Regions from separate parts of the Macaca mulatta genome. Here region 1 is linked to region 2. A link is a contact called in public Hi-C data. All regions are on one chromosome and are shown on one strand. The core of a region is the stretch at or near the end of the contact, and the rest is flanking DNA. Distances in the headings are between cores, read along the strand shown. Region 1 has its middle 60 kb from the start of CREB1. Region 2 has its middle 53 kb from the start of CPO.

The links. A called contact is a pair of places that touch in the nucleus more often than the background predicts.
Region 1: a Hi-C map of fetal cortical plate shows a contact between it and region 2, with 3 times the contacts expected there. The contact joins two enhancer-like sites. A contact is called at or near these places in 8 of 14 Hi-C or Micro-C datasets (CD4 T cells, blood, cortical neurons and 5 more).

What each region holds. Positions count from the first base shown.
Region 1 is chr12:112,731,166-112,737,893 of T2T-MMU8v2.0, reverse strand. No RefSeq gene overlaps it. Among named protein-coding and RNA genes, the nearest start is that of CREB1, 60 kb to the left of the region's middle. Within about 2 kb of position 2,458, at least 10 of the 40 cell types and tissues checked have an H3K27ac peak or open chromatin away from gene starts, as enhancers often do. A contact at or near this core is called in fetal cortical plate, where this site is marked.
Region 2 is chr12:112,253,943-112,260,265 of T2T-MMU8v2.0, reverse strand. No RefSeq gene overlaps it. Among named protein-coding and RNA genes, the nearest start is that of CPO, 53 kb to the right of the region's middle. Within about 2 kb of position 3,950, at least 4 of the 40 cell types and tissues checked have an H3K27ac peak or open chromatin away from gene starts, as enhancers often do. A contact at or near this core is called in fetal cortical plate, where this site is marked.

The sequences.
Region 1 (6,728 bases), core at 1,209-3,708, 480 kb before region 2:
GGCAGCAGGCTTCTGTTCAGTGGTTCGGGAGTTGTCACTCAGGTCCAAGAAAATGGCTTTGCGGCATCTACCCTTGGCATGTTATTGATAGCCTCCCCTTGGTCTGTCATTTCTCTGTAATTGATAACTGTTATTGATAGCCTCCCCTTGGTCTGTCATTTCTCTGTAATTCCTGCCCTGCAGGAAACCAGGAAGTGATTTTCTATGCACAACCATGAACCATATTTTTACCTAAAAATATATTTATGAACTGATCTCTTTTTCCTCCAAATATTAACAAACCCTTTTCCTTAGAATGGAAGAGGACAGTCATTTCTGTAAGATCATATTGAGATGAGAGATGCAAACATTTTTTTGTCCTAGAGTTCTTCGAAGTTTACTGTCATGAGAAAAACATTTCTTCCTTGAGGAATTGAATTCTGAAAGTTCAGGAGCCCAGTAGCATCATAATTTTTTTTCCGTTCATTTCTTCCAATGCCCTATAAATCAGTCGTAAAAATAATACAAACTCGATCCCAAATTAGATATAAAATATGCAAAGGTGTTGTGCTATGTAAGTAATGTACTTATTATCACATATGCAATGCAAATGGATGTGACATTCTACAGACTACTTCGGGAAAATAGAGAACATAAAAATGTTCTGATTTTAAACACAAAATAATTCCATTCAAAAATTGACCACGAGAGGGCAGCATTGTCTACACAAACACAGAATGGCCACTGCATTTGAACCTCAGACATTTTCTTGAGGTTCTTTCACCATTTGGTTTCAAACACAAGGAATGATTATAGAAACAGCATCATTGATGCTTAGATTCACAGTTTTAAAAATGAAAGCTCCAATCTCTTGGTCTACGCAGCCATTAGAAAGGCTAATTATCGTGGAACAATGGCACATATTTCTTTCTTGTATTTCTCTGTCTTTTCCAGCATGTCTCCTTCACGTTCTACACTCCGTTTCTGTAGTTCATTTATTTTGGGGAAAAAAAAAAAAAAAATCACCCGACTATTATTAGTCTGAATCCCAGTGAGCTCCAATTTCTTTACGGAATTTATTTATTTATTTATTTATTTATTTTTCCCCGAGTCTTGCTCTGTCCCCAGGCTGGAGTGCAGTGTCACGATCTCGGCTCACTGCAACCTCCGCCTCCCGGGTTCCAGCGATTCTCCTGCCTCAGCCTCCCGAGTAGCTGGGAATACAGGCGCGCGCCACCACGCCCAGTTAATTTTTGTATTTTTAGTAGAGACGAAGTTTCACCATGTTGGCCAGGATGGTCTCCATCTCTTGACCTCGTGATCTGCCCGCCTCGGCCTCCGGAAGTGCTGGGATTACAGGCGTGAGCCACCACGCCCGGCCATCTACAGAACTGTTAAGCAGTCTAGGGTAGTGAATAGAAACGGGGCCCCAGCTGTGGGCAGGGACTGCTTCTGCCACTTCGAGATTTGCTTTTCCCCATCGATGAACTGAAGGTAATAAGAGCATCTGCCTCTCAATGTGCTGTTGTGAGGAAGCGCTTTATAATGGATTTCATAAGGTGCCTGGCACGTAGAAAGTGCTCAGTAAACATTGCGGTAACAGTGGTGGACTCTTTTTTTTTTTTTTTTTAATTGAATGAGTTGTCAACATTTAAAAATCTGGAGAGCTCACATAAAAATCCTCACTGATCAGTTTTGTCCACATATGTTACTTGCCTGGCTTCTGTGGGCACGCGGGTTGTGGTCCCTCGTGAACCCTTCCATCTCCCACCATCTGTTTATTGCCTTCAGATGATGATAAAAAACTGCACCATGGCCAGCAAGAACAGCTGTAGGAAGGAAGACTTCAGATTTTTTCTCCAAGTTGCAGAAGATGATCGTGCTCAGTCCTAAACTCTCTGTAGATTCTTTTATCGAGCAATCCAAAGCCCTTAGCGCTGCAGTTTAATCTAATTTGTTTCTTTTGTCAGATTTCATTTTGAGGCTGCAGCCTTTGAGAGACTAGCAGAGAGCATTTCCTATGGGAAATTTGGTTTCATTCATTTCTAGGTGGCAGTTTGGGGGGTCAGGATTGTCAAACTGGGGAGGACATCTGACGCCTGATGGTAGAACAAAAAGCCACCAGGGACAGGCTTAGGATAGTTCCACTGTGACATCCTTTTTCCTTTTTCCCTTTCACTTTGTCAGCCCCCCTACCCCATGTGTTAAATGGATTTTCTTATTTTTAATCTTAAAGAAAAAGAATTTGTGTTTATAAAATAAGATTTAAAAGGTTATTTCCTCCTCACAGTGGGCATCCAGGGAGATGGCTTGGCAGCCCCCAGGAGCTCAGGGAGGAGCTCAGCGATCCTCTCCTCTGTCTTACAGAACCGTGCTAAGTTACCAAAGGAAACCACCACTCATTTATCTAAACCCTTTGCAGTTAAATGCTCAGAGACGAATGCGCTTGTTGCAACTGCTCTCAGGGTGGCAGCAGACACTCAGAATGGTGTTTCGATTTAACTTATTGCATTTCAGCTAATTGAAAAGCAGAGCACATCGAAGGGCCTCTGCGAGAACACTTTTCAGACTATAAATCGGGGCTGGAGGATATGTTTAATTAAATCAGTCCTGAGGTCACAGGAAGGAAAAGCAAACCTCTCCCTCCCAGACTTGACCTGGTTCACGTAACATGGCAGCTAGAGAACTTGGAAATGTGTTAGTAGGACTAATGTAAATATACCAGAATAAAGCACTTCTCCGCCAGACTACGAAGCAAGAAATCGGATCTAGAGGCAGACAATGGCTCTGACCTTCCAGTTTAATTCTGCATGCAAGAAACACACAGATGAAGATGGCTGGAGAGGCTGAATTGCTACGTTTCAGATTGCAGTGCAAAGGATAGACTTTCTTAAAAGAACTTATTTCCAAAGAATTCTATTATTTGCTAGCAGGGACTTGGGAAGCCTTGAGTCAGTCCTGGGCCAGAACTGAGTGTGTGAAGGGGTGAATCATTAACTAAAACCTACCAGTTCATGAAGGAGGAAACCTAGTTAGCATTTGGGATCCTAGACTGGACACTAGCCAGGTGTCGTCTGCACCAAAGGAAAGCGTGGCCACACAGAAGAAGGGAAAACGGGTAGGCCATTTGTATGGCTTGGGCCAACCCAGCATGGCCCACACGGGAAGGCTCCACACAAACCTGTTGGTCTCACTTTTCTTGCTGAATTCTCTCTCAGGTTCATGGGCTTATATGATGAATGTTCATGCAACATCTTTCAACAGCCTTCTCTCCCCATCCTTCCCAAATTTAAAGATAGGATCACGTGACAGAAAGAAAAAGAGCAGAATGTAAATGTGAAATCATAGCATTTGAAGGTGTGATCTTGGTTTTTAGCTAGAAGACGAGGAAGCTGAAGAAGTAACTAATTCAGGCCGGGCATGGTGGCTCACGCCTGTAATCTCAGCACTTTGGGAGGCTGAAGTGAGCAGATCTCTTGAGCCCACGAGTTCGAGACCAGCCTGGGCAACATGGCGAAACCCTGTCTCTACAAAAAATACAAAAATTAGCTGGGCACGGTGGTGCACGCCTGTATTCCCAACTACTCGGGAGGCTGAGGTGGGAGGTTGGCTTGAACCTGGCAGGTGGAGGTTGCAGTGAGCTGAGATCACACCAGATCTGCACTCCAGCCTGGGCAATAGAGCCAGACTTTGTCTCCTTAAGATATAATAATAATAATAATAATAGTAATTAATTCAGTCCAGCCAGTCAGCATAGGGAGCTAGCATGTTGGTCATAATTGCATGGCCCAATCTAGAGCATATAGGTTCCTGTTATGAGCATCATGATGTGAAACAAAGGACTCAGTGCCTTGGAATCATTACCCACTCCTCTTGCATCTCTAATCATATATTGATTATGCTTATTTTTCATTCATAATTTTCTATGACTCCTTATTTCCCATGATGCATCCATATCAGTCCTATTACCCCTTTAGATCTATTTGTTTGCTGGATCAATTCTCGTTAAGACTTTAGTTTCATAGTTGTGGGAGGAGGGCAGGAGAGCTGTGGGGGAGGCGTTTATTCACTTCTCCTGGTCTTTGAGCAGGTAGACACAAAAACCTCTCCCCACGCCCTTTTTTCCTTATCTCTTCCTCTTGGATACTTTCTTCGTTTCCACTCTCTCCTCGTTTTCCTCTCCCTTACAAACTGCAAAGAAGACCTGAAGGATGAGATCAGGGTTTGTGATAGAGGTCAAGCGTCTGCCTCACCTTAGGCAGCTAGCTGCCCCTTATCCCTCTTCCCATTCTAATGATCAGCAAAGGAATGAGCAGATGAGGGATCAGAAGAAGAGAAATAAGGACAGCAAAGCCAAAAGGTCCTGCAGGACAGGCGGTCTGGAGGCAGAAACTTGAGATCCAATACCGAGATGGATGAGATGTTTGGCTTGGGCAGTCATTCACCTTTCTGGGCCTCAGTTATCACAGCTGTAGAATCAGAGAAACAGACTGGACATGCTCTAAGCCTGGCTCTGGGGTTCTATGGGTCTATGAACTAGGAAACAGCAGTTTACAATATGAAAATGCTGCAGGATGCTTATAAAGTTAATTTACAAAAGAAAAGAAAAGAAAAACAATAGCAACAACAACAAAACCCTTCCTGTGATCTATGTATTTATACTCCATCACCGATGCCATTATGTATGAATAACTTATTAGAACCAATCAAAAAAAGAAAAGAAAAAGCACCAAAGGGCAGAATGATGAAGTTGGCGATGATGCCACCAGGCTCATTCTGGTAAGTGAGTGATTTGTTTATTTCCTCTGTACTTGGGGTTGCCACTAAATCTGGGCTGGAGAAACCAGTAAATATTTTTAATGTGACAAGAAAATCAAAGCATTCAGTGCCTTGCATACTGTTGTTACTACAAGTTTTATTTTGTCTTTTATTATTGGCCATAACCTTTTGAGCCTGGTCTGATACAAGAGCCCTGTGCAATCCCAAAAAAGGTGAGAGGCCAGGTGGAGTCATCTCTGTGTGCTAGGCTATCTGCTAAGTAATTCATGAGACAATGGCCAGGGCCCTCCTGATACAGTGCATGGAACTGTTTTGTTACACAATTCAAAGATACTTATTTTTATTATGGTCTTACCATGTATATCTTAGGCTAATCATGTAGAGGGGTTCAAAACCTCTTTAGACCAATACACATTTGCACCATTTACGTTGTGCATCTTGATCTACCCACTAGCAAGTTTATTATCTTCTCTCCAGTGCATCAAGTAAAGGAAACACACACACACACAGACACACACACACATACACACACCCTCAAACCATCTGCTCATCCTTGTGAAAACCTAATAAAAGTAACAGCAAAGAGAGGCAGGGTTTATTCAATTTTGTTTAGACCTGGGCAACATTAATTTCCTTGTCTCAAGACAGCCTATATTGGAGAAAGATTTGATAAAACTCAGGAAGGACAGAAGCAGGGCTGGTGAGGTTCACTTAATGACTCCTTGTGGCACAGAGACAGTTAAACTTAAAAAAAAAATTGACATGCAATCCTGGCTCATGTTACCCATTAGCTGGGTATATTGACCAAACTTATAGTCAGATAATGCAAACAATAACAAAGTTATTGATTGAGGAGATGTCAGGCAAATAGGTACTTATCATGATGCTGCTGATAAGCTCTGGATTTCCCTCCTGTGGCAGCGACAGGGGCCTATTGATTTTGCAGTTGGTCATCTGTGGCTTCCAGCTGACATGGGATCTGCAGGCTGATTGTATATGCAGGAGCTGCACTCACAGCAGAACGCTGCAATTACCTAAGAGAATGTCACCCAGCTCTGGCCATGGGGAAAGGAAGGGTTGAGTCCACATCAAAAAGAGGCACCCGTGAGCAAAACCAGGCAGTATCACTAGGACACAGAATGCTTTGGGGCTGTCTCCTCCTGAGGGTACATTTCTTTCCCCCATGACTGGTAGATACACACAAGATCAGGTCCTTAAGCAGCTGGCATTAGTGCTGAGCTTTGAGCTGACCAGTAGGGGTGCGGAAGACAGATGAGACCTGCAGACCCTCCCCACTGAACACCAAATGTATCACCTCCACAGCACATCTGCTCCCCAAACCTGGGCCTTCCAGTTGGCAGGGAAATCTGGCCAGACATATTATTATTGCTTCTCCCAGCATGTGATCAGCCTGAGGCATTCATGGTTGATTGTCTAAATTTTAGATGTGAACCAGCAAAACGCCATCTCTCTTAGCACTTTTAGTATTAGCCAATTACATGGCCGTGGAGGAGATATAATAATACTCATTATTTTTTGGATAGCCTTGCAAGAAAAGAATGCTTGATGTCTGCCAAACAGACCCGGGCAATTGTTTGACATTTGAGCATGTGAGGGAGAGGGAAGCTGGTGTGGTGTGGAGGATGAGAGGAGTAGCGGGTTATTTATTTCTTACTTTCCCATAGATAATTCTGGAGATGACTTGTGGGCCTCATAAGTGAAGGGGCAAAACATTTTGTGTTCATTGTTGACCGTTCATGCAAAATGATGTCACAGGGTATGTGATATTTAGCCAAAGATGATACTCTAGGTAGGAAGAATTCCATCTATTCATTCGTTCCAGCCATCATTCATTCAATGGACATCTTTGGAGGATCTGCTGTGTGCTGGCATGGTGCATGCACAGAACTGGCTAGAACAGGTGGAAGGGGCAGCCCTATCCTGCCCCTCTGTTGGTTTCTATCTGATGA
Region 2 (6,323 bases), core at 2,701-5,200:
AGTGCAGTGGCGCGATCTCGGCTCACTGCAAGCTCCGCCTCCTGGGTTCACGCCATTCTCCTGCCTCAGCCTCCTGAGTAGCTAGGACTACAGGCGCCTGCCACCGCGCCCGGCTAATTTTTTGTATTTTTAGTAGAGACGGGGTTTCACTGTGGTCTCGATCTCCTGACCTTGTGATCCGCCCGCCTCGGCCTCCCAAAATGCTGGGGCTTGAGCCACCGCGCCCGGCCTTAAAATGTGTTTTTTCTTATTGCTTTTGCAATAGGGAAATTGGTCTTGGTGCCTTATAATCAAAACTTTGCTTTTAAAAAATGTATTCTGTACGTGTGCATGTGTGTTTGAAGGGGTAATGGTATTAATTAACATGTTTTATTACTAGGCACTCTGCTAAGCGTTTTATATGAAAGATTTTTTCTATCTTCAACAACAATCCTGTGAAGTAGGAATGAATGTTATTCTCTTTTTACAGATCAGAAAGGAAAGTGCAGAGAGTTAAATATCTTGCCTGAGATCAAATGGCAAATAAGTAGTGAAGCTGGAATTTCAAATATCTGAATTAAAAATACCTGAACCAAGTGCTAACCAGGTTATCCCCTCTGACACTCTGAGTATAACAGTCCTGAGCAGCAGTGCCAAAGTCTGCTACAGACTGCACCACTTCTTCCTCCCCAGTCCCCCACCACTGTAGTAGGTCCTCAGGTTACACAGTCCACAGGTGTCTTTTATACCTGGAGCTGTGCAGCCTGGAGGCCCTGCTCACTCAAGTATTCTCTATGAAAAGGAACCACTTAAAGTACATGCCTTTTTACAGTAGATATCAGCAAAACATGCAGAATGAACCACAAAATGTCACAATGAAATGTGCAAATGACATGGGAAGTGAATATCATCCGCTGTGCTCTTCTCTGTGTATTGACCTCACATCTGTTAGGCTCAGAAAGCAGGAAGAACTAGGGCTTGAAAGAAAACCCTGCAAGTGTTCTCAGGGCCAAAAAGCCCTGGAAAGGACTGGCTGCAGAGACCAGGTAAACTTTGATGAATGTTGTCTCTTCTCACGCAAGGTGATAAAACATTAAAGCTGGAAGGGGCCTAGGAAGATGTTTTTCTCTAGCTCTCTCATTTTACAGATAGGGAGACTGAAGGCCAAAGATAGGATCTGATTCCCCAGCTACTAAGTTGGTGATGGCAGAGTCGAGACTTCCAGTCCAGCCCAGGTCTTGCAACTCTCCAATATAGTGCTCTGTGCATAGCACTAGGGTGATTTGGCTGGGAAGAACTTAAGGTCTGCTCAGAATATGACCCCACTCCACCTTCTGGCTGCAGAAGAAGGGAAGAGCAATGCATACAGAAAGGAGGAACCGGCAGTGGGAGAACAGTGATGATTCAATCACGAGCCAAAATACCAAGTTATTAAAAATAGAGCTAACTTTTTCCCTTCTATTACCACCCAAACTTTCATAGACATCTCCAAGCTGTCTTTAGGAACTGGAAGTCAAGGGAAACAGAGGATGCTATTTTATTTTATTGGTTACCTCTCGTACTAATCCGATGATTAGTGATAGGAAGCAGAGGAATTAACATTGTGGGGATCCTGAGGAGGACCCACTGTCTGGTCTGTATAACATTTCGTTTCAGTACTTTGACATGGCACCTGCCACTGGAAACTCTTTTATGTGTAGTGAAGTGAAGAAAATGGGTTTGCAAAGGTGAACTGATTTTCCTAAGGTTGTAGAGTTACTGATTTCAGAGGTAAGACCTAGAACTTCTGTGCATTTTCTTATTCTTTCTGCGGATATGCAATCATACATCATATATATTATATATATACACACATTTAAGGGAGACATCAGTGTGGGGAGGCAAATTTTGAGTGGTGGATAGACCTGGGTTATTGTACCCATGGACAATTACAGGCTCACTAGCTGTGTGACTATGACCAGCCACTCAACTTCAATGGGCTTTCATTTTCTCATCTGCAAAATAATAACACAAATATCTGCCTCATGGGACTAATATAAGAATTAAGTGTTATCCTTACACTAAATAAAATGATTTGCATGTAGCAAATGTTCAAGAAATGTTACGATTTTTTCTCTGCATTGATAATCAAAATATGGAAGAGTAACAGAAATAAAAGATCTGTAATTGGTTAAGCATAATCAAGATATCAACAGAAATACCTAACCATGACTGTAGTATGCCTTCTGATCAGACTTCTCTCTGGAATAATTATTTGTTTGCCTCTTTTTTTGATTTTTCAGATATTCCTATTGGCATACAATAGACAGAATATAGCTCTTTAATCTTTCCCAACCTCTCTGTTTATCTAGAATTAGAAATCCTTTGGGTAAAATTTTGCCTATACTAATTTTGATACGCTAAGTTAGTATGTGTATGGTTCTAAAGAGAACAGTTGAAAAGAATGAAGATTATAGATAGGCCTTTATTCTAAGGGTATAGACTTTGGGAAACACTTATATCAGCCATGCTCTTAAGTTTTAGATATGGGACATAGAGATCAAACATAAATTCTACCTAAGAATAAGGATATCTCTTATGGCTTGCAACCACAGAAATGATCATAAGTGAAAGAATTTAATACATTGCCAAGAATGAATATAATGAATTGGAACCAAATTTGTAGTAGAAGACCTTTTGGTATGTGTTCCCAGCCCCTTTTCTGGGAACTGTTCACCCAAATGGGTGGACTCTTGTAGCTATTTCTGTACTGACCAACAGTTACTTTACTGGTCATAGCTGATTGGAGCAGAGATGGACACCTGCCCCAATCTGGGCCAATTAGATTCTCTGTCAGAAGTTTGGATCTAGTATGGTCATCAGTTACTTGGGGGTCTTGATGCCAGGAAGCAGTGTGATGCTAGGGCTGTGATAGAGATGTCTCTCCATGTGCAAAATGTATGAAAAGAGAGAAAAATAAAGGAGGCACATGGAGGGAAGTAGAGGCAAGGAGCACTAGTGCCACAGAAAGATTTGCAATAGCTCCCTTGGTCCCTACTGATTCTCCAGGCTCTGATTTCTTCTTTCCTAGAGATGAAGGGTTATTGAGTTCTGTGTGATACACATGGGTCCTTCCAACAAATTCTCACTTTCATGCATTGGAGTCTGTTACTTGTATCAGAGATCTCTTTAATGAGATAGGGTCTATGATGATTTAGTGGTCAAGGTTATTATTCAGCCAATCTGTATTAGAAATGTCTTGTTGGGAAGGATGAGTTTCTTATGCAGCCATACAAGGAAGCAGGGCCTCGGCCAGAACAAAGCTACAACAATCTCTTTATTTAAGTTCACCCATGGTGTATTTCTGTTTTTCCCTCCATGTACATGTATTCTCCCCAATTAAGCTAGAATCTTCTTCTGGAAGATGACTCTCCTACTCATGTTGTCATCCCCTGTAACACCTGCACTGTGATGTTATTGAATTTGCTGATGGTGTTCATGTAAAATGAAATTTTTAAAAAACTCCAACTTTCTGCTTCAATAATTTTCCATTTGGACAAAACTTCTTTTGCTTCAATTTGGAAAATAATCACATTTCTTTCTCTTGTTGTTGTAACCAATCTCTCTTCGCAGCTTTGTGTCAATGAGAAGATAGGTTTATTTAGCCAGTAATTTCCACTGCAGAAAATCTTGGGCCCAGATTGCCCTGCAAAAGCAATATGTTCTGTTTTATTTTTATATTACATTATATTTATTTTAATTGCATTCTCCATCTGGTCAAAGATGGCATTAGGCACCGTAAATGGAGAAAAGAAACAAAGAGATATCTAACTATGATAATAACTGGGATTATTATTTTTAAAAATCATCTAGGGGCACTACAACCTCCAGGCATGAGGCAAATTCCGCAGCCCTCATAGGAGAGAGCTCCAGAAGGGCTGCGGAGAGGAAGAAAGATGAAGAGAAATGGACCAGATCATGACTTGCTGTGTCCCCCCTGGGCAGCCCTCCGTGGACTCTTATACCCAGCCCAGGCCTGGAATCAGTTTTAGGACAGCACAGGGCACAGTATGAAATGATACATGTAACTCCTAAGCTATCTGGAGCACTTTTATAATTTCCAAAGTAGTTGCAGAAGGACATTAATGCACAGTTTCAATCAAATGTTTTATTAATAAACTTTCAAAGAGACCCCCACGGGAGAGGTCATTTTCTTCTCATTTCAGGAGATGTTTCTGTACAGCTCTGCTAACAATTGGAGGTCTTCCAAATGAAGCTGATGTTATTTCAATGGCTTTGTATACCAGAAACCAGATCCTAAAATCAGATGCCTGCAGTGGAAGGCTAGGCACTCAGCATTCAGGCCAGGATGCTTTATGAAGGGTTATCGGGGATGCTGAATCGTCTGTTCCGGCTTTTAAATCTGAACAAATTATGAGACTTAAGAGGAGAGTTTACACATGAAAGTTTGCCAAAAACAAGTGGGTGGTGACATTCCCCGACTGTAATCTATTCCTCCTCCCACTCGCTGCAGTCTATCACTTAGGATAGTTTATGTTTCAAAAAACAAAAACCCATTTGAAACTAGCTTGAGCAAATAATGGAATTTGTTGGTTCACATACTGATGGCTTCAAGGTATTTGGCTTCAGGTATGGTTTGAGGCAGAGACTCACCATATTCTCAGGGGCACCATGGATTTGAGAGACTTTCATCCACTTTGGGTGTCAGATCTTTTCTTCAGGTTGGTCCCAGGCTGAGGTTCCAGAAATGGCTGTATGTCTCCAAACATCACATCCTTTCCCCATGCTGATCAGAAGATGAGAAAGCATCTTTCCTTAGTCCTCACCAAGAGCTAGGAAGCATTTTCCCTCTGGAACTTCAAAGTCTCCTTGCATTTTGTTGGTTCAAATTAGATTATGTTCTCATCTCAAAGGTAATTGCGAGGCCTGGGAAGGGGTAGATGGAGTTTGCAGATCAGCTTGCGTCAATCGGAACTCACCCCTGGAACAAAGTCAGATCACTTCTATTGGGAGCGGGGCTTTTTCCCGAAGGAAATCCGGGGTGCTGTCATCATGAAAGGGGGGGAAATGGACATAGGCAATAAAATCCCAGGTATCCTCTACAATATGCAGAACCATGATGGGCAGCACCACCCACCCCTGCCCTAATGGGCTTCGTATAACGGCTTCTACTCTTGATACTAATTACAACATATTTTACAGAATAAAATAAATAAATATATATATATATATATATAAAACAACAAAAGGTAAAAAAGGTCCACTGGGATTCATCAGGTGCTTTTTGTCCTGAGCAGTCTGAGAGGACCTGTCCCTGAAGTGGCATGCTGGAAGAAGGAAGATGATGGAATAGTTAGAATGAAGAAAGCTGTGGTAGGCTTGACGGGCACCCCACCCTCATCCCTTTCATGAGGCTGCAGGGCCCTTCCCCAGCCGCTAGAGGGCTGCTGGGGAGTTGCTAGTAACTGACGGCAGTGCCTTGTCCACCTCCCTCCCTGTCCCCCAGTCAGTTGCTGACAGACAAGGCACAAAAATCCAGCCCCTTCTCCCTGAGCTGGGGCCGATCTGTGGTGTATTTGTCTTCTGATCCTCCTAGGCCTCAAGCCAAGTCTAGACTTCACCTGAAACCACCTCCTGGCTCAACCCTTTCCCTTCCTTTTGGTCCTCTCACTCCCATACAGCCATTTCCTGAAGAGCACCCCTCCATAAATCAGATCACTAGAACCTCAGGCTCTGGTTCTAGAGAATCTGGCTTTAAACAGGGACTACTTGGTAGAGAGAAAGAAAAACCAAAACATAAGCTAACAAATAAATGGAATAGAAGTCAGAGCCTTGGTTCAAGGTGGGTTTGATGAGTAATGGGTTATAAGAATCAGAAGATGCTTCAATTAATTAGGACTCTGTGGTTTCCCAGTAACAGACAGCCCTCTGAAGTGACTGAATGCAAAAAGATGATGTGTTTCAAAGCATAAGGGTGCAGGCTGGGCATAGTGGCTCATACCTACAATCCCAGCACTTTGGGAGGCCGAGGCAGGTGGATCACTTGAGGTTGGTAGTTCAAGACCAGCCTGGCCAACATAGTAAAACCCCATCTCTACTAAAGATACAAAAATTAGCTGGGTGTGGTGGTGCACGCCTGTAATCCCAGTTACTTGGGAGGCTGAGGCACAAAAATTGCTTGAACCCAGGAGGTGGAGGTTATAGTGAGCCAAAATCATGGCCCTGCACTCCAGCCTGGACAACAGAGTAAGACTCTGTCTAAAAAAAAAAAAAGAAAAGAAAAAAGAATTGGGTTGCCACAGAGGACCTATGGGCTGTAGGTCAGCCGCAGTAGAAGGCCACCC